Linked DNA regions of Mus musculus: all the other regions are linked to region 6. The links are chromatin contacts, called in public HiChIP or PLAC-seq, Micro-C and promoter capture Hi-C maps. All regions are on one chromosome and are shown on one strand. Each heading gives the region's core, a stretch centred on a gene start, on an enhancer-like site or on the middle of the called end of the contact. The rest is flanking DNA. Distances are from core to core; before and after follow the strand shown.

The links. Promoter capture Hi-C pulls out the DNA fragments that hold promoters and counts their contacts. A called contact is a pair of places that touch in the nucleus more often than the background predicts. HiChIP or PLAC-seq counts read pairs in DNA pulled down with a chosen protein or histone mark.
Region 1: a contact with region 6 is called in a promoter capture Hi-C map of embryonic stem cells. The contact joins the promoter of Bahcc1 here to the promoter of Cbx4 in region 6. A contact is called at or near these places in 8 of 39 promoter capture datasets (cranial neural crest, embryonic stem cells, liver and 2 more), 6 of 484 Hi-C or Micro-C datasets (all in embryonic stem cells) and 8 of 115 datasets of contacts at active chromatin or transcription factors (embryonic stem cells, pancreatic cancer cells and stem cell-derived neural progenitor cells).
Region 2: a contact with region 6 is called in a Micro-C map of embryonic stem cells, with 4 times the contacts expected there. The contact joins the promoter of 2810410L24Rik here to the promoter of Cbx4 in region 6. A contact is called at or near these places in 1 of 39 promoter capture datasets (embryonic stem cells), 5 of 484 Hi-C or Micro-C datasets (all in embryonic stem cells), 3 of 115 datasets of contacts at active chromatin or transcription factors (embryonic stem cells and pancreatic cancer cells) and 1 of 9 other capture datasets (embryonic stem cells).
Region 3: an H3K4me3 HiChIP or PLAC-seq map of embryonic stem cells shows a contact between it and region 6, with 4 times the contacts expected there. The contact joins the promoter of Slc38a10 here to the promoter of Cbx4 in region 6. A contact is called at or near these places in 1 of 39 promoter capture datasets (pre-B cells) and 2 of 115 datasets of contacts at active chromatin or transcription factors (both in embryonic stem cells).
Region 4: a promoter capture Hi-C map of pre-B cells shows a contact between it and region 6, with 4 times the contacts expected there. The contact joins the promoter of Actg1 here to the promoter of Cbx4 in region 6. A contact is called at or near these places in 2 of 39 promoter capture datasets (liver and pre-B cells) and 1 of 484 Hi-C or Micro-C datasets (B cells).
Region 5: a contact with region 6 is called in an HNF4G HiChIP or PLAC-seq map of pancreatic cancer cells. The contact joins the promoter of Arhgdia here to the promoter of Cbx4 in region 6. A contact is called at or near these places in 1 of 39 promoter capture datasets (pre-B cells), 1 of 484 Hi-C or Micro-C datasets (B cells) and 1 of 115 datasets of contacts at active chromatin or transcription factors (pancreatic cancer cells).

Annotation. Positions count from the first base shown.
Region 1 is chr11:120,231,588-120,234,287 of GRCm38.p6, reverse strand. It overlaps Bahcc1 (BAH domain and coiled-coil containing 1), which reads right to left and starts at 1,341. Exons shown (of 28, transcript NM_001347621.2): 1 at 1,181-1,341. 2900052L18Rik (RIKEN cDNA 2900052L18 gene) reads left to right here and starts at 2,671. Exons shown (of 2, transcript NR_151480.1): 1 at 2,671-2,700.
Region 2 is chr11:120,188,474-120,191,173 of GRCm38.p6, reverse strand. It overlaps 2810410L24Rik (RIKEN cDNA 2810410L24 gene), which reads left to right and starts at 1,318. Exons shown (of 3, transcript NR_030682.1): 1 at 1,318-1,734; 2 at 2,498-2,685. It also overlaps Gm9734.
Region 3 is chr11:120,150,030-120,152,729 of GRCm38.p6, reverse strand. Slc38a10 (solute carrier family 38, member 10) reads left to right here and starts at 1,379. Exons shown (of 17, transcript NM_024249.5): 1 at 1,379-1,750. The coding sequence starts at 1,652. It overlaps Gm11769 (a long non-coding RNA gene), which reads right to left and starts at 2,323. Exons shown (of 3, transcript XR_389232.4): 1 at 2,016-2,323; 2 at 1,332-1,892; 3 at 9-951.
Region 4 is chr11:120,347,227-120,349,926 of GRCm38.p6, reverse strand. Actg1 (actin, gamma, cytoplasmic 1) reads left to right here and starts at 1,432. Exons shown (of 6, transcript NM_009609.3): 1 at 1,432-1,502; 2 at 1,830-1,958; 3 at 2,052-2,291; 4 at 2,578-2,700. The coding sequence starts at 1,836. Mir6935 (microRNA 6935) reads left to right here and starts at 2,514; the gene lies at 2,514-2,577. 0610009L18Rik (RIKEN cDNA 0610009L18 gene) reads right to left here and starts at 1,249. Exons shown (of 2, transcript NR_038126.1): 1 at 1,065-1,249.
Region 5 is chr11:120,580,298-120,582,997 of GRCm38.p6, reverse strand. Arhgdia (Rho GDP dissociation inhibitor (GDI) alpha) reads left to right here and starts at 1,374. Exons shown (of 6, transcript NM_133796.8): 1 at 1,374-1,476; 2 at 2,605-2,700. The coding sequence starts at 2,627.
Region 6 is chr11:119,084,872-119,087,571 of GRCm38.p6, reverse strand. It overlaps Cbx4 (chromobox 4), which reads left to right and starts at 1,335. Exons shown (of 5, transcript NM_007625.2): 1 at 1,335-1,623; 2 at 1,772-1,815. The coding sequence starts at 1,555.

The DNA.
Region 1 (2,700 bases), core at 92-2,591, 1.1 Mb before region 6:
GCCGCGCGCGGCCGGAGAGCCGACGACGAGAGCACAGCTAAAGAACCCGAACCCCAGAAATCCTCCCCCGGGTGGCTGGGCGTGACCCCCAGAATTGTGCACCCTCCTGAGGCTTGGGCAGCACTCGTACCCCCAGCTCCTCAAGGTTTGCTTTGTTTTCAAATTTCGCATCGAAACGCCGGGTCTGAGACGCCTTTGTCCTCCGGTGGAGGCCAAGCTCTGGAGTCCGTGGGCTCCCTCCTGCCGAGTTTCCCGCGCGGGTGGGCGCAATGGGGCCTGCAAGGCCAGGCCGCAGCCAGGAGCGCGCCGGGAGCGAATGGCTCCAGCGTCGCTTCACAACCCGCTCCCTGCGAAACCCGCCCCCCCCCCATCAGCCCAGCTAGGAACGGGGACTGGGTGGTGCAAGACCCCCGCTCTGGGAAATGGACCGGTCCCCGGACCACGCCACGCGGGTCTTGGCCTGAGCCCGCGTGCTGCCCAGAACGCGCAGCATGAAGACGCCCCACTGTTCAGCCCCCCTCCTCCATCCCAACTCCCCCAGAGAGGGAAAAAAAGGGAAATGTTCTGAAAAGAATTAAGTCTGTGGGGAGCGGAACCTGAAAACCTGCCAGTACCCCTCTAATCTCCTGTCCCTTCACTGAGGCCCGGAAAGCCGTGGCCACGGAGAGCCGACCGTTCCCTGCGCCACGGAACGACCGGGCGGAGCCCATTCAAGATTGCTGGGGGAGGGGAGTAAGATGGGGGAGCAAATAATTGGGGTTCGCTCCTGGTTCCTCCAGAACTGGGCTCTCACTGACTGTCCATTCGGGGCTACCCGCGAGGCTCTTGCTGAACGAAGCTTGGCGGTCTCTGTCCTGTCTCGATAATTTATTTTTAATGCAGGGTGTCGATCGAGACAACAAGCGCTCAGAGCAAAGCAAGGACGCATTACGGGGGGAATTTTAAACCGATCGATAAAATTTTTCAGAAGAAAAAATATCGTACTCATATATATAGTCCATCTTTTAAAAAAAAGCCTTTCAACATCATAACGGATTTTAAAAGGGAAGCTCTATTATTTAACATCACAATCCTGAATTTCTTTTGCTTAAAAATGTAAACCCCCAAAAACCAAAATAATATAATAAAATAATAAAAATAGCAAAAAAAATTAAAAATGAAAGCAATTTGAGTTACTTACTGGAGGCTGTTTCCTGGATACAATTGAATGCAATACAATTAAATCAGTAAATGTGACTTTGGTTTGTATTCCTATTGGTATTTTCAATGTGCTGACTGTTGCACTGTGAATGCACGGCTTCCACAACAACGACTCTAGCGAGCCCATCCAGAGCGGCTCTCAAACCTGCAGCCCGGCGCGGCGAGCCACGGGCCCTGCATACTAATAAGCTCGTGCCACTCAGCCCGGAGCAGCCCGAGCGCTGATTGGCTGCTCGGCCCTCCACGGCCCTGAGCTCGTGCCACTCATTCGGCGTAAACAGGCCTCCCAATAGGCTGGCGCCGGGCCAGGGAGCTGCCAATCAGGGAGCAGCAGGGCTACTACCAAGCCTGATGGCGCCTAATTCAAGCCCAGCGACTGCGCAGCTCCTTTGCGCAGATCATTGCTGCTGAATGGGAATGTGGTGGCGCAGGGCGGGAGAGGAGCTAGGGATAGTGAGAACGGGTGTCCGTGTCCAGGGGAGACTTGTGGTTTTGTTTTTCCATAATTTGTCAGGTGTAAGGTTTGGGGCATTTTTATTTGTTTTTATGCACAAAATAAAAAAGAAGAAATAGCCTCACGCTGTAAACCAGATGCTCTGTCCATACCAAGGGTCTGTTTGGCAGGTGGCAGAACCTGCTGCACGTAGGCCCAACTTCCAAGCGCAGATTCTGAGTTACCCTGATGTACCTCCACTCCCAGGCGCCCCCCACCCAAACTAGGAATACACTTCTGCCTGAGGCATGCCCACAGGCTCCATATATGCCCTTCTTCCCCCTGCCCGAGAGGCAGATGTACCTTTCTTCGCCAGCCATCTATCTGTCCGCTCTCAATTATTATCTCCCTCCGCCACACTTTGCAGCGTAGCAACAATCGAAATGAAAATCGAGGCTCTGTTGCCAAGATAAGGATTTACTTTTTCTATCAGCCCCTAGATTTTAAAAATATCTTCACTTGATAATTTTAGGGGTGGTTGTCATGGTGTGAAAACCATGCTTAGCATTTCTCAGGGCCTGTCCCTGCATATTCGCAAATTTCTCTCTACAATGGAAAACAGCCTCTAAACAATTCTCTTTATCATAATCAGAATCAAAGCGCTTTTAAAATATTCTGCAAGCAAATATTTCGGTTAGAATTTGGTTGCCTACCCAAATGTTATTTATTCTCAAGAAGTAGAGGTGATGTCTTAGTGGCGATGAATACATAATTTCTGCTTCTCTTTTTCTCTGTGTGTTGGGGGGGAGTATTTAAGTAGATGCCAATCGACACAGCTATATTCCTTTGGATTTTTCCAGTCTCTTTCCTGCGTGGACACAAAGGAGTTAAATCTGAGATCTGTGGTCTCCTCTCTTTCCCCGCCTCCCTTGCTTCTGCAAAACGGTCACGATTGGTTGGCACTTTGCCAGCGGGCTGTCCATCACTAAGTGTAAACAAGGCGCTGATTGGCTGTTATCCAGTCCGCACCGGGCCTCCTGAAAAAAGCAATTACTGGCTCCGCGGTT
Region 2 (2,700 bases), core at 69-2,568, 1.1 Mb before region 6:
GGCCCTCTCAGGATCCCTGGACTTCTGAAAAGAGGAATTTCAAAACAGAGCCATAAAGGTGGCTGAGTACTGCCTTCAGCAACAGGGAATTAGATGTTAGCTTCTGTGACAACCTCCTGGGAGATGCTGGGATTGATAGCGCTCAGGTGGAGCCCTGCAAATCCAGGGTTGTAATGTACCTCATTTACCTCCGGGGCTCATTTTACCATCGGCGGCACCAGATTACAGCCCCTACATCAGGTGGTTGTTTTCCTTTTCTTCTTGGTTTGCGGATTTCACTTGGAGCCAAGATGCAGAAAGGGAGAAAAGGTTGGGAAACACCTCCAGGTCTGAGACCAGGACAAGGCGGTGAACTCAAGAGGAGACACCTGCCTGCTCCTGTAGGTATGGCTTGGCTCTTGTTTGTCTCCTGCACTTGCTGCCCTGGCGTGGCTTGGGGCACACTTGAGATGTATCTTTCCCTGTCTGTCTGGGGCAAGCCAGCAACAGCTCTCTGGCCGTGGTCCACTTTAGCCTGAATATTTTTCAGCACTCGATATTTCTCCGCTCAGAAAGCAAATGAGTCGCTGCCCACTAAGGTGGTCCTGGGGCAGTGGCCCCCAATCCTGTAGTCCTTCCTGAGAGGGCCTATGCACCTCTGCCCCTGAACTCAGAGACGCCTTGAAAGCTGAACATCACATTATTACCACTCGATCTCAGAGAACCTTCCTGACTTCTGGGGATGTTGCACACCCTGAATTTCAAAGTTCAAGGCACTGCGTGTCCCGGGTGCAAGGGGCCATTCTAAAATCAAATCCCCTGGGGCTTCCTCTCCCTAGAGTCCAGATATGATTCCCTTACACTTCCTTCCGGATTTGGGGGCATCTTTCCAGATAGTGGAAAGGAATCCAAAATTTGTAATTCCACGGCGGAGCCAGCTCGAAGCTGCAGACACTCTCGGCCTCAGAGCCCAGATCCTGAAAAGCTTACCAGTTTACCGTATCTTCTCGGGGAAATAGACCCTCCTCTTCGGCCACACCTCCTGGATCATCTATTGGCCAACCTGAGCACCGCCCACGCGATGCCATTGGTTTGCACCGGCTGCCCAGACAAAGGGAGCGGCCGCTGCGGGAGGCGATGGGGCGGGGCTAGGCGGAGGCGCTGGGGCAGGCGGGGACGCTGCCCTCATGGAGGCGGGGCGGGGGCCTCCACGTGGGTGGGGCTGGGCGCCCTCCCCACCCCCACGAGGGCCGCGGCCGTGGGGCGCTGGTAGCTCTCCCGCCCCTCCGCCCTGCACCCCTCCCGCCCTAGGGCTCTTTCCTGGACTGCGGCTGCAGCCTTCTCTTCCCGGAGGGCTCAGAGTTCGTCCCCTTTTCGCGATTGGGAACGTGGACACGCCGGAGCCTGGATGCAGAAGGGCGCGCGGGAACAGGGAGCTGGTGCGCGAGCCGCAGCCCAGCGTCCAGGCCGCCCCACTCTCTGCTGATCCAAAGGACTAGGGAAACCCTGCGCGCCGACGGTGGCCTGGACGTTGGCGCGGGCCCTGGCGCTAAAAAACGGATCCCATTTCCAGAAAGGCGGGCCGGGTATCCCGCTCCTGCCTCCTGGAGAATTAGCTCGGCGGAGGTCGACCAGCCGGGTAGGGAGGGAGGGATGGAGGGACAGGCCTAGGGTCGACCAGCCGGATAGGGAGTAGCTTCTGGGAGCTCCCTTGCCTACGGAGGGCCGGTGAGGCTGCCCTCAGAGCGCCGCCAGGTACGTGCTTTTTCCTTGTTTCCCGCGCGCCCAGAGCACACTCTGGGGAGGGAAGGAATAAAAACCCAGCTGGTGTGTAGGAGATTTTCGCACCAAACGTGTCTTTCTGAGGGGTCCTGGGACGGTAGCCGAACTCGGGGTAGCCTCCTGAGCTGTATTCTGGAATCCCTACTGGGCTCTCCACCACCCGTAAGACGGGCTTGGAGCCAGTTCCTGTGGAAATGCGCGTCACTTTCTTCAGAGGCCCACGAAATTCATCCAGGACTCCATGGGTACTACAGCAAGATGGCTCTGTTTCGAAGTGGTTCATACAGTTATCCCCCAACCCGGAAACCTAGAATTCTCGTTTTCTGAACCGGGATGTTTACTTTAGGGAAACCTGGTCTTGGCTTCTGCTGCGCGCCGGGTGTCTAGGAACGAATCCCTCCTGGATCCGGGAACCCCAGATTTGCGGGGTTAGGAGATACCCTCAGAGTTGTGGTTTTTTGTTGGTGGTGGTTTGTTAAGAGCCTGGTAGCTGAACTGGAGCGGGCCCCGTCCCCTCCCCCATACCCACTTCAAACAAAAGAGCTCCTCCGAGAATATTTTTTAAGGGGAAAGCGCTTCTGAATGTGGACCCTCAGTTCTCCCCGCCCCCCGTTCCGAGGAAGGACAAGGGTTTTATATGTGTGTTTAAAACAAAGGCGAAGCTAGACGCGAGTTGCCGGGAAAGGGCCGCTTTTATTTTAAAGTTCTTGAAGAATTCACTTTCTTTTCTCCCAAGTTAGCTGCAGCTGAGCCAGAAGCGTCCCCACTGGCTTACCCGATAGTGGGATTTTACACGGTGTCGGCTAAGGGTGGCTTTGTGAGAAGACCATTTCAGAAGAAGAAACGGGGCTCTGGCTGGTGGGGTAGAAACCCCTATGGAATGAAAAGTACTCCCAGTCTCTTTGAGGAAGATTGCAAAGTAAGGTGGGTTGTTTTTCT
Region 3 (2,700 bases), core at 130-2,629, 1.1 Mb before region 6:
ACTTAGTATTTTGGTTTTTTCTTTTTAAAGATTTATTTATTTAATGTATATGAGTACACAGTTGCTGTCTTCAGACACACCAGAAGAGGGCATTGGATCCCATTATGATGTGGTTGCTGGGAACTGAACTCAGGACTTCTGGAAGAGCAGTCAGTGCTCTTAACCACTGAGCCATCTCTCCAACCCTATTCTGGCTTTGTATTCAATTACTCCTTTTTTTTTTTTTTTGTTCGAGACAGGGTTTCTCCACGTAGCCATGGCTGTCCTGGAACTCACTTATGTAGACCAGGCTGTCCTCAAACTCAAGAGAGCTGCTTGTCTCTGCCTCCTGAACGCTGGGATTAATGGCTCATGCCACCAATTGCTCTTTCTAGCTTTTCCTTTCTCTCTCTCTCTCTCTCTCTCTCTCTCTCTCTCTCTCTCTCTCTCTCTCTCTCATCTCTAGAAGCTGCTCTGCCTGATGCTGGAAGAATTTGTCCCTTGTCTGAGATCTTGCATGGGCCTCAAATTGTTTTCTAGGAGAGCCTCTTTAGGCAGCTTGAAGTTCCTCCTTGCATGCACAGCTCTGGCCTCCTGGAATCATTGTGGGGTCTTTCTTGGACCTCAGGTCCCTAGGCCTTCATTCACCACAGACACCACCATAAAGAACACTGCCAGGTGCCAGTAATCCACTTAGGTGTTGGAGCGTTCTCTTTTCTCTAGTCTCTTTAATGTCCATTACTCCAGGAAGAATTCTCATTAGTCCTTCCAGTACAGAAGCCACCATCTCTTGAAATCCTAGATTTCCCTAGTCTCTCCTTTTTACCTTTCCTCTGGTTTTCTTTCATATTAGGGCAGTAGACCATTTTCACCCACTTAGCGTATCAAACAGACACATCTCCATGCTCCCTCCTCCAGGCTGTTGTGACTTTGCTGAGTCTCTGAACCTCCCGGTGTCCCGATGATTTTTATCTGTAAAACGTTAAGTGCTAATTTTGTCCCAATAAGTTGGCATTCAGTCTAGACAGGTCCTCCAATTGTGACCCAAAATCCTTCCTGTGCGCAAGGACCTGAAAATTAACCCTCAAGAGCCCACTCCTCACCTGAAAGGTAGTCCTTCTCTTTCTCTCCTGTTGTTCCACTAGAGGTTGTACCCAGCAAATGACTCTTCTACCAGCGGCCACAGTCACTAGTCTAAGCCTGGAACCCCTAACCCAGATTGTAGCCCCGCCCTGATTCAGACCCCGCCCCACGTCCCGCCGTCCCTCCCCCCACATACTTCTTATTGGCCAGAGTTACGCCTAGCTCCGCCTCTGGGCCCACCCAAACCACGCCTCCTCGGGCATACACACCTACTTCTAGTTGGCTGGCGTCCCGCCTCATCCCGCCCTTTGATACCGTCACTTCCTGGTAGAGTAGGCTCCGAAGGCGGAAGTTTGGGTGCCGGAGGCAGCGAAGCGGAGCTGAGGTGTTGCTAGCGTTGCCTGCGGCGCTTCCGGGTTCCCGCTTCACTCTGGGGAGGCGGAGGCGGGAACCTGGAACCATGGCTATGAGGCTGCTGCGGAGCCTGGCAGGGTCTGGAGGCTGACCTCGCGACGCCTGTCCGCGGCCCCCCCTGCTTCAGGTTTAGGGTTATCTAGGGTCGCTCTGTCCTGGTCCCTAGACCCTCAAAATGACGGCCGCCTCCACCTCCAAGTGGGGGCTGATCACGAACGTGGTGAACAGCATCGTGGGCGTCAGCGTGCTCACCATGCCTTTCTGCTTCAAGCAGGTGAGTCGAGGGCGCGGGGGCATCAGGTTGAAGTGCTCGTTTGGTGGGAAGGGGGTGTGAGCACCGCGGGTCGGGAAGAGACCCAAGCAACGTCCCCGAAGCGAGTCGCGGTCCGGATCTGCGCGCTCAGCGGTTGCTCACACTGTACGGAAAGGCACAGAGAAGGATACGTTAGCGGATTGATAGTGGTTTTGTTGGTCCTGTTTTTGACTCTGACCGACTGCATGGCACGGAAGCATGCCGGTCCTCGGCTTCGGCTACTCACCTTTACTCAAGGCGATTTAAAGCATTCGTTTGGTCTGATCTGTATCATGTGTCACCGCAGTTGGAAAAGCCGGCATACAAAAAAGTTTGGTGTTATTTCTGTGTTGAATGCCACATGAAAAGATGGTCATTTCTACGTGGCTTTGTTGTGTCTGCCAGTGAGTTGCGGAAGCAGATGGAAACGTCAAATTGGGTAATGACTCTCTTAACAAAGGGAGTGGCGGGGTTCCCCGTCGCTCATCCATGCCACGCGGGCTGCTGTCCTGTTCTATTGAAACAGTGGGTTATCAAGGCAGAGACCACTCCTCCTATCTGATGACTCCCAGGAGATGAGGTGGAAGATTAATCCGGGATAGACATTTGGAAGTGAAAATGGGTTGTTGATAATTTAATAGTAGACTAACAACTACTTCGTGTGTTTTGTCGTTCACATCCCAGGCTAAAAATAGAAAACAAGTTTTTTTAATCAATGAGTTTTTGATCCTCAACAACCTATCCTGATTGAGACTGTATCTAGGGTTCCCGGGTAGGGTATTTGATATGGTTAATAGATGTAGACAGGAGGACAGAGCTAGATCCTCTGGGGTGACATCTGTGTTGTGAACCCCAGTGTTGAGTTGTTGGGGGATGGTTTTGGGTGTCTTTGGAGTGCCTACGTGTCCCAGTGTCCATGGAAACTGTCTGTC
Region 4 (2,700 bases), core at 183-2,682, 1.3 Mb before region 6:
TGGGCGTGTCAGAGGTGTGAGTGCTCACCGAAACCTTCCACTTTCCCCACGACTCTCACCCCCACCTACAAGTGTTAGTTAGCTGTTAGCTCCTGTAGGCTCATGGTGGGGTCCTGGAGGTCCAGCCCTGCATCCCCCTCATGGGTGGTGCTCCCATTTGACAGGCACCTCTGTACAACCACAGGGCCAGCGCCCTTCTTTCTAGGCCTGATGTTGCACAAAAGGTGACTGAGTGTTGGCACGGGTTTATGGCCAGCAGGTAAGCAGGGCAGGCTGCTTGGTCCCCCTGGGTCTTGTGTTCATGTCTCAGATGGGGAGCTGACCTTGCAGGGCTGCCTGAGAGCGCCTGTGCATAGGGTGGGAGTGGCACCCCGTACCTGCTCGAATCAAGCTCTGTGCCCTGTGACCTTGGAGTCCCTCACCTCACTGCTACCCTCCGCTTCATTCCACAATGAACCATTCCAGAAGCTTACAAATAAAACCCGGTTAACTCCCGTGCCAGCTTTCTCTTCAGGCACCATCTAGGACGGCAGCGCCACGACCCTGCTAAGGGTGACAAGTTTCCAAACAGCCGGGAGAAGGGCAGCGAGGCCGGCCCGCCCCCCACGCCTGTCCGGAGGGGACTAAGGCCTAAGCATTCTGTGCCCAAAACCAGTTTGACCCGGACTTCATAATCAGTGGAGAGGAGTCTCGCCAGCTGACCCACGCGGGGGGCGGGGCTGGACCATCCTGAAAGTCGGGAGACTTCCCCTGCCTCAGTTTCCCTACAATGTGTCCCGCAAAGCCAGCATAACACAATGCCCACTCACACCACCACCACCACCTTCTTTGATGCCCAGGGACACCCAACCCCGTGACGACCCCTCCTCCAATAAAGGGACATGGCTGAAGTGGAAGAACTGGTGACCCTCTCCCACGTGACTGGGATGTGATGGCCGCTCCCCGGACCCCCGGGAATCCCTCCAGCCCGTCCCCAGCCAGGCACACACGGACCCTGTAGAGAAAGGTCCTGGGGGGTGTGCGGGGCACAGGATTCACATAGGGGCGGGGGCCACGGGACTCACCCCAGATCGGGGCGCGGCCCGCCCCGGGCTTGGCAGTTTCGGGGCGCAGCCCGGGCCCTCCCTGCTACGCGGCAGTCCCGGGGCAGGGCAGGGCCGATCGCACGCACGCCACTCGCCGAGACCCCCGCGAGCAAGAACCGGGCCTCCCGGGGTCGCGAGCGCGCGGGGGCGGCGCGGGCGGGGCCGTTGGCGGCGGCGCGGGCCAGGGGCGGGCGGGCCCGGGCCCCACGTGTCCCTGGCGGGCGGGCCAATAGGCGCCCGGCTTTTGGAAAGATCGCCATATATGGACATGTTCTGGGGCCGCGCGCGCCCCCGCCCGCGCGCGCGGCCCGCTCCCGCTTAAATAGCGGCGGGGGAGGCCGCGGTCGGTCTCACACTCCGCCGCCGGCTTACACTGCGCTTCTTGCCGCTCCTCCGTCGCCGCCGCGTCCTTCGCCGGTAAGCTGCCGCTCCCCGGGCTTGGCCCAGTGACTTCCTGTGGCCCTTTCTTCCCGCTCACCCTGCCTGCCGCACCGCTGCGGAGCGGAGCGGAGCGCAGGGCGCCTGACGGGTGGGCCTGGGTCTGCAGCCGCGGCTGGGGGCAGGGCGGGGCCCGACGCAATGCGCAGCCCCTCCTCGCCGCGGCGGAACGGGGCGCTGCCGGTAGCCGACGGTTACGCCGCCCGGGGTGGGGACTGCACTCCTCCGGGGTGGCTCGGCCCTGGCCGAGGACATTTTCTGAGTTCGGTGAGGGCTGCGCTAATTCCGGGGCTTCTTCCTGCGCAGATCGCAATGGAAGAAGAAATCGCCGCACTCGTCATTGACAATGGCTCCGGCATGTGCAAAGCCGGCTTTGCTGGCGACGACGCCCCCAGGGCCGTGTTCCCTTCCATCGTAGGGCGCCCCCGACACCAGGTTAGTTGAGAGGAGTGGCCTCCCTTGTGTTCTCTCTGGGCCCGGGTCGCGCGGTGGGTGGGGCGAGTCTGACCGCGGCCTTTTCTCTCGCAGGGCGTCATGGTGGGCATGGGCCAGAAAGACTCATACGTGGGTGACGAGGCCCAGAGCAAGAGGGGTATCCTGACCCTGAAGTACCCTATCGAACACGGCATTGTCACTAACTGGGACGACATGGAGAAGATCTGGCACCACACCTTCTACAATGAGCTGCGTGTGGCTCCTGAGGAGCACCCGGTGCTTCTGACCGAGGCCCCCCTGAACCCCAAAGCTAACAGAGAGAAGATGACGCAGGTATGCTTGAGCCGGGACCTTGCCTCCCCTTGGGCGTGACGAGTCATTTTGTGTTGTGCCTCATTTCCTGACATTCAAGCGTTTCTTTGGTGTTTCTAGGGTTCTGTTCCTCTTCTCCTGGCATTTCCTCCCTGAAGCCTCCAGGTTTCTGTTTGCGTTTCTGCTTGCGTTCTGTTCTTTTTTTCTTCACACATCACATTTGTGGCATGCAGCATGCAGAGTGTGGGTGTGGGAGGCTCAGGGCCCCTGCTACTCACTCACTCAGGTGTTCTTTGTCTTTCCACAGATAATGTTTGAAACCTTCAATACCCCAGCCATGTACGTGGCCATTCAGGCGGTGCTGTCCTTGTATGCATCTGGGCGCACCACTGGCATTGTCATGGACTCTGGTGACGGGGTCACACACACA
Region 5 (2,700 bases), core at 125-2,624, 1.5 Mb before region 6:
AGAGAGATCTTGGGTTTGATTCCCAGTACAGTACAGAACCCACTACTGTTCTAACTCCAGTTCCAGAGGATGCAATGCCCTCTTCTGACCTTTATGGGTACTGCACACAAGTGGTTCAGAGACTACTTCAAAATATTGATATGCATAAACATAAAAACGCAGCTTTGGAAGATTTGTACTTTGAGCGTCAAACCAGGGAATTGTGGGTGGCACAGAGCTCAATAAACCAGGCTCATCCAGTTGGAGGACCATGAGCCTCCTGAAAAGCCAGCTTGACACACTTCGTTGGGCACACCTGTGTGTAGGTGGAAGGCCAGCCAAATTCATCATACAGTAAGAGTGGGGATAGTCACGTGGCTTTTTGTTTTAGAATAGTTCTGCATAGAAGAGCAGCTACCTGGATGTAGGGTAATGATATTGCAAATCCATCTTCCTTAGAGATAAAAATAAATGAGCTTGAAAGAACACTTGGTTTGCTTCAGATTGATGTATAGCCAGAGGGTATGCGTGCTTGTGTAAAATAACTGGGCCACAACTGAAGATGGAGAGTGGAGGCCATTGGATTCCTCATCTTTTAAGTTTGATGACTCTCCGGAGCCAACAGCTGTTTCCTGGATACCACAGGGGCAGGTGTGGCCAACAGAGCAGGCCAGAAGCGATGGCTTTTGTGGGATTAAGCTATAGAAGTCCCCGTAGTGCCCCTTAAATTCCTGCCTCCCCTCAGTCTGAGGCTACACTCAGAAGAAGCCAACATGGAGTGCCCTCACGGAGTAGCAGGAACTGAGACTCCTCAGGAGGAACTGGAGTGGCTGGCACAAGCACACGACCGGGAACCCCCCCAGCCAGGCCCTCCACTAAGGAGGCTCCATCCTCAGCGTCGTGAAACACGCCTGGCGGTGATGGTGCACGCCTTCAATCTCAGCATCCTGGAGGCAGAGGCGGGCGCGTCTCAGGGATGAGGTTCAAGATAGGCAGGCAGCCCGTTCCAAGGAAAACCGCTCCTCACAGCAAAACCATACAACTTCTAACATACGGGGGCTCGGGGGGCACGCAGTCCCCAGAGCAATGCGCCAGGCAGCACAGCTACAGGGCACTGCGGTCGGTGAGGACTGTGGTTCTGTTGACTCTGAGGACAATGGGACAAGGGCCAGGCACGGCAATCAGGGAACCCTGGGAGCCACAGAATGGCCGCGCGACGCTGCTCTGGAAGAGCCGGCTCTCGTGTCCCACAAACCCTCGCACCCGGCATTCGGCAGAAGGCGCGAGGGCGCCGGCCCACGCGGGACGCGCCCACGAGGCCCGCAGCAAAATGGCGACGGCGCCGACCCGCGCCCCCTGGCGGCGCATGCGCAAGGCGACCCCGCCCGCGAGAGCGGAAGTCTTGTGACCCCGGAAGTGACCGTCCGAGCGGCGGGCGGCGGACGACGTTCGTCATTTGGTGCGGGAGGGAGCGCGAGAGCGGCGGTCGAGCCTCCGGTGAGTGGGCGCGTGGCGCAGCGCGGTGCAGTGCGGGAGGGGAGTGGGTTGGCTTTGTGCGGCGTCGCGGGCGACTGCGGCGCTCGCGGGCGGGGCGCGGTCACCCGGGCGGGCGGGCGGGGCGGGCCAGGGCGGCAGCGCAGGTCCTGCCGGAGGGGCCGCGGCCCCCCGGGCCTGCGCGCCTGCTACCAGGGGACCCCCTTCCTCGGCCTCGCGGGCGGGGTCCGGCGCGGGGCCTGGCCCGGGGCTCCCGCCGCGCGGCCCCGCCCCGCTCGGATTGCGGGCTCTACGGAAGTGCGGGCCGCGCCCTGATGCTGTCGCCGGCGGCCACGCTTGGCGTCGGGTGGGGTTGTCTGTAGCCTCCGGGTTTCGGACCGCCGCTTTATGTGTTTCCTTGGCGGACACCTCTCAGAGGGACAACGGCCGGGCTCTTCCCGGGACCGCTGCGCATTGCCTGTAGGCATCACAGTGGGTTTCCGAGAGACGTTTGGGAATCTGCGGAACTGAAAGGCATCTAGGCGCTTCCGTCCTGGTTGGTTCCTCACCGCCACTAAAGGTTTAGGGTCAGGGCCCAGAAACAGGCTCCTGAGATTTATTTGCAAGCGGTGCACTAGCTCCCAAGTTGCATACGCAGACCCTCACTAGAGAGGACAGACCTGCGTATTTAGGATCCCCTTTGGGCTCTTGGGATTTAAGCGGTCATCACATAGTTGAGCTTAGGACAGTATTCCATTGGAAGGGACGAACAAACAGACCCTTGTCCTGCACGTGGCTAACATACAGAGCATCTCCCTGTCGGAGAACTTACCTCCATGACCCAACCCAGTAAGATGAGAGCCTGGGCAGCTAGGGACAGCAACAGGACCCCAGGGATTTAGTGTTGCGTCTGCCAGTTCAGTTCGGTCTGGAGGCTTATTCTTAGTGGGGAGGAAAGGTGTTTTGCTTCTCTGAGGAACAGGCTGTGGTCCCATTTCGTTGCTTGGGGTTCTAGTCCTCTCAAATGGGCCTCTGCGTAGGGCAGTGGCAGCATCCTCTCAAAGTTCCAGTCAGGTGTCCTGCAGGTGTCAGGGTCTGCCTAGGGTGGAATGCCTCCAGGCTGTCACAGTCCTGCTCATGCCCCGCCCACAGGTGTCCCAAGCTAGAGGTAAGCATGGCAGAACAGGAACCCACTGCTGAGCAGCTTGCGCAGATAGCTGCAGAGAATGAGGAAGATGAGCACTCTGT
Region 6 (2,700 bases), core at 86-2,585:
GGCACACCCTTACCCTCCCACTTAGAATGGCATGTTCTCTGTCAAGTCTACCCACTGCGACCCCACGGATCTCCCAGGCCCACTGTGGCGCCCTCGGAAGGCCGCGTCTGGCGCAGCAGCTCCCCCAGCCGGACGCTGGCGCTGAATACCCCTGAACGTGCGGGGCTGGCCGGCTCCGAGGTGCTAAACTTCACACTCCAGGGCTCCAAAGGCCGCGTCAGCAGGGCTTGGCTGTCAGAGACCAGAGGACGGGAATTCAGGAAGACACTGTGGCTCCTTGGCCATTTCCCCTCCCCTTCTCGCAGTCCACTCATCCACCAACCCTCCGCCTCAACATCTACTTGGTCCTCCCCACTCTTACTTTTGAGGCTCTTCCATGAAGCCCCACGAAGTCCCCTTGGACCCCCCAGACTCATTCACCCCCATATTCATTCTCTCTCTCTCTCTCTCTCTCTCTCTCTCTCTCTCTCTCTCTCTCCCCCTCTCTCTCTCTCGCTCTCTCTCTCTCTCTCTCTCTCTTCTCCCAGCATCTCAGACTAAGCAAGAGGCCTTGCTTAGAAACTGCCCCTTCCCCGCGAATGAGTGAACCAAGTGTAAATTAGAAGCCGTTCAGAATCTTGGGTGGCATCGGATTCAGAGCCCCTTTCTGCTGAGGTTCTTGAGTGCTAAATGCCCCGTGGCCAGCTGTTTCTTTGTCCCTGTCTTCGCCTCTCCGTGCTCCTCCACTTGTCCAAGTCCTCAGTCTTCTGGCTCTTTCTCTCCCCACCTCGCGGCCTAAATGCCCAGAGACTGGCGGGGCGGGGCGGTGGGCACCGAGGGTGGGGTCCTGAACTGCCCCCGCCTCCATTCCGCCCCCTGCCGGAAAGTCCCCTGTGCTTCCAGAGCTCTGCTGGACAGATGTAGTTGGGAGCAACTGTAAAGTGCAGCGGGTGCTTCCGTGGCCCCCAGCAGGGATCCCCGGGCCTTGCACAAGCAGAAACAGAGGCCGAGGGTGGGGACGGGAGAGTCCCAAGTGTCCGGCTGCGGATCAGAGTGGGCCCGGTCGAGGTGCCCACCCTGGCCGCCTAGGCAGAGACACCTCTATTCCGCGGCCCCAGCTCACTTTCCCGGCTCTCAGATCCCTCCCCTGCACCTCCCCGCGCCCTCCTCCTCCCCAGCCTCCTCCCGCGCCCTCCTCCTTCCCTGCTGCCCAGACCGGGGGCCTCGGGTAGGCCGGGCTGCGCCAATCCGAGGCGCGTCCCGCCTCCTGACGCCGAGCTGGGCCCTGCGAGGCCCCGCCCGCTGACGTCCGGGATTTGCATGAGTTCTCGTGCCGCGGCGGCCCGGGCTCAGTTGTCTGAGCGAGCGAGCGAGCGAGCGAGCGCGAGCTGAGAGCCGGCGGGTGCAGGCAGCGGCGGCGGCGGCGGCGGCCAGGCTGTTGAGGGGCGAGTGGCGGCGGCGGGGGCCGGGCGCGTGGCGAGGTCCACGCGCAGGATCGTATCGGGGCGCCGGCGGGAGCTAGCTGTGTCTGCAGCCGCGCCGGCCGCTTGCGCCCCTGAGCGCTCGGGTTCGGCCATGGAGCTGCCAGCTGTTGGCGAGCACGTCTTCGCGGTGGAGAGCATCGAAAAGAAGCGGATACGCAAGGTAGGGGTGGCGCGCGGGTGGCGGCGCCGAGGCGCGGGAGCGGCGGCGGGAGCAGCGAGCGAGAGGCGCGGAGGGGGTGGGGAGGCTGCGGGCCGGAGCCGGGGATCCCGCGGAAGCTGATGGAGTGCTGTCTCTTCCCCCCCTACAGGGCAGAGTGGAGTATCTGGTGAAATGGAGAGGCTGGTCCCCCAAGTAAGTGGCGGCGGGGGCCGGGTGCCTCGGCACCAAGCGCCCTGGCCAGCAGACCCGTGGAGCTGGTGGGGTGGTGGGGGAGCGGACGGGAGGCGGGGTGGAGGTGGGGTGGAGAGAGGAGGGGGTGGGGAAGTCGGTGGCAGGCACTGGGAAGCGGAGCAGCCGAGCCCGAGCCGGGCGCCCTGTGTTGTGCTCCGCTCTCCGGGAAATGCCATCACTAATTTATGCGCTAAAAGGAGCCGGAGGAGCTGGAGAGACGCGGGGCCGAGCCCGGGAGGCCGGCGGAGGGAGGGAGGGCGCAGGCACTGACTGATGTGCAGCAGAAAATGGCTCCTTTCCCCTTTCCCTCCACCGAACGGCTCCATATTGCAAAACCAAAAAAAAAAAAAAAAATTTTTTTTAAAAGCGACGAAAATGCAATTGTATGCGTCCTCCCTCCTGGTGGTGCAGGGTAGGGAAGAAAAAAGACAGAAAATGTTGGGAACTGTCACTGCAGCTCTTTCGATGGGGAATTTTTTTTTTAATTTGAAATGCGAAGGCACCGGATGGAGACAGGCGCAGGCACACACACACACACACACACACACACACACACACTCGGAGAGGGAGAGGGAGAGGGAAAGAGAGGCATATTTTTGTACTGCTGAGTATTTGGGGTTTGCTTGCCAGTGACAGCGGTCTCCTGGGCCTTGAGGGGGGCGCTGAGCTGTGAGTTACCGGATTAGGGGTCCAATGCAGACCAGCTGAAGCCCTACTGGAGACTTGGGCTGGGGATAGGGAGGGGGACTGCGACTTTGCTTTTGGGCTGCTTTGCACGGAGGGTTTCTGGAGAGGAAAGTGGCCTTGGAACACGTCACAGTAACATGCTTAAAATTCTTGACGACT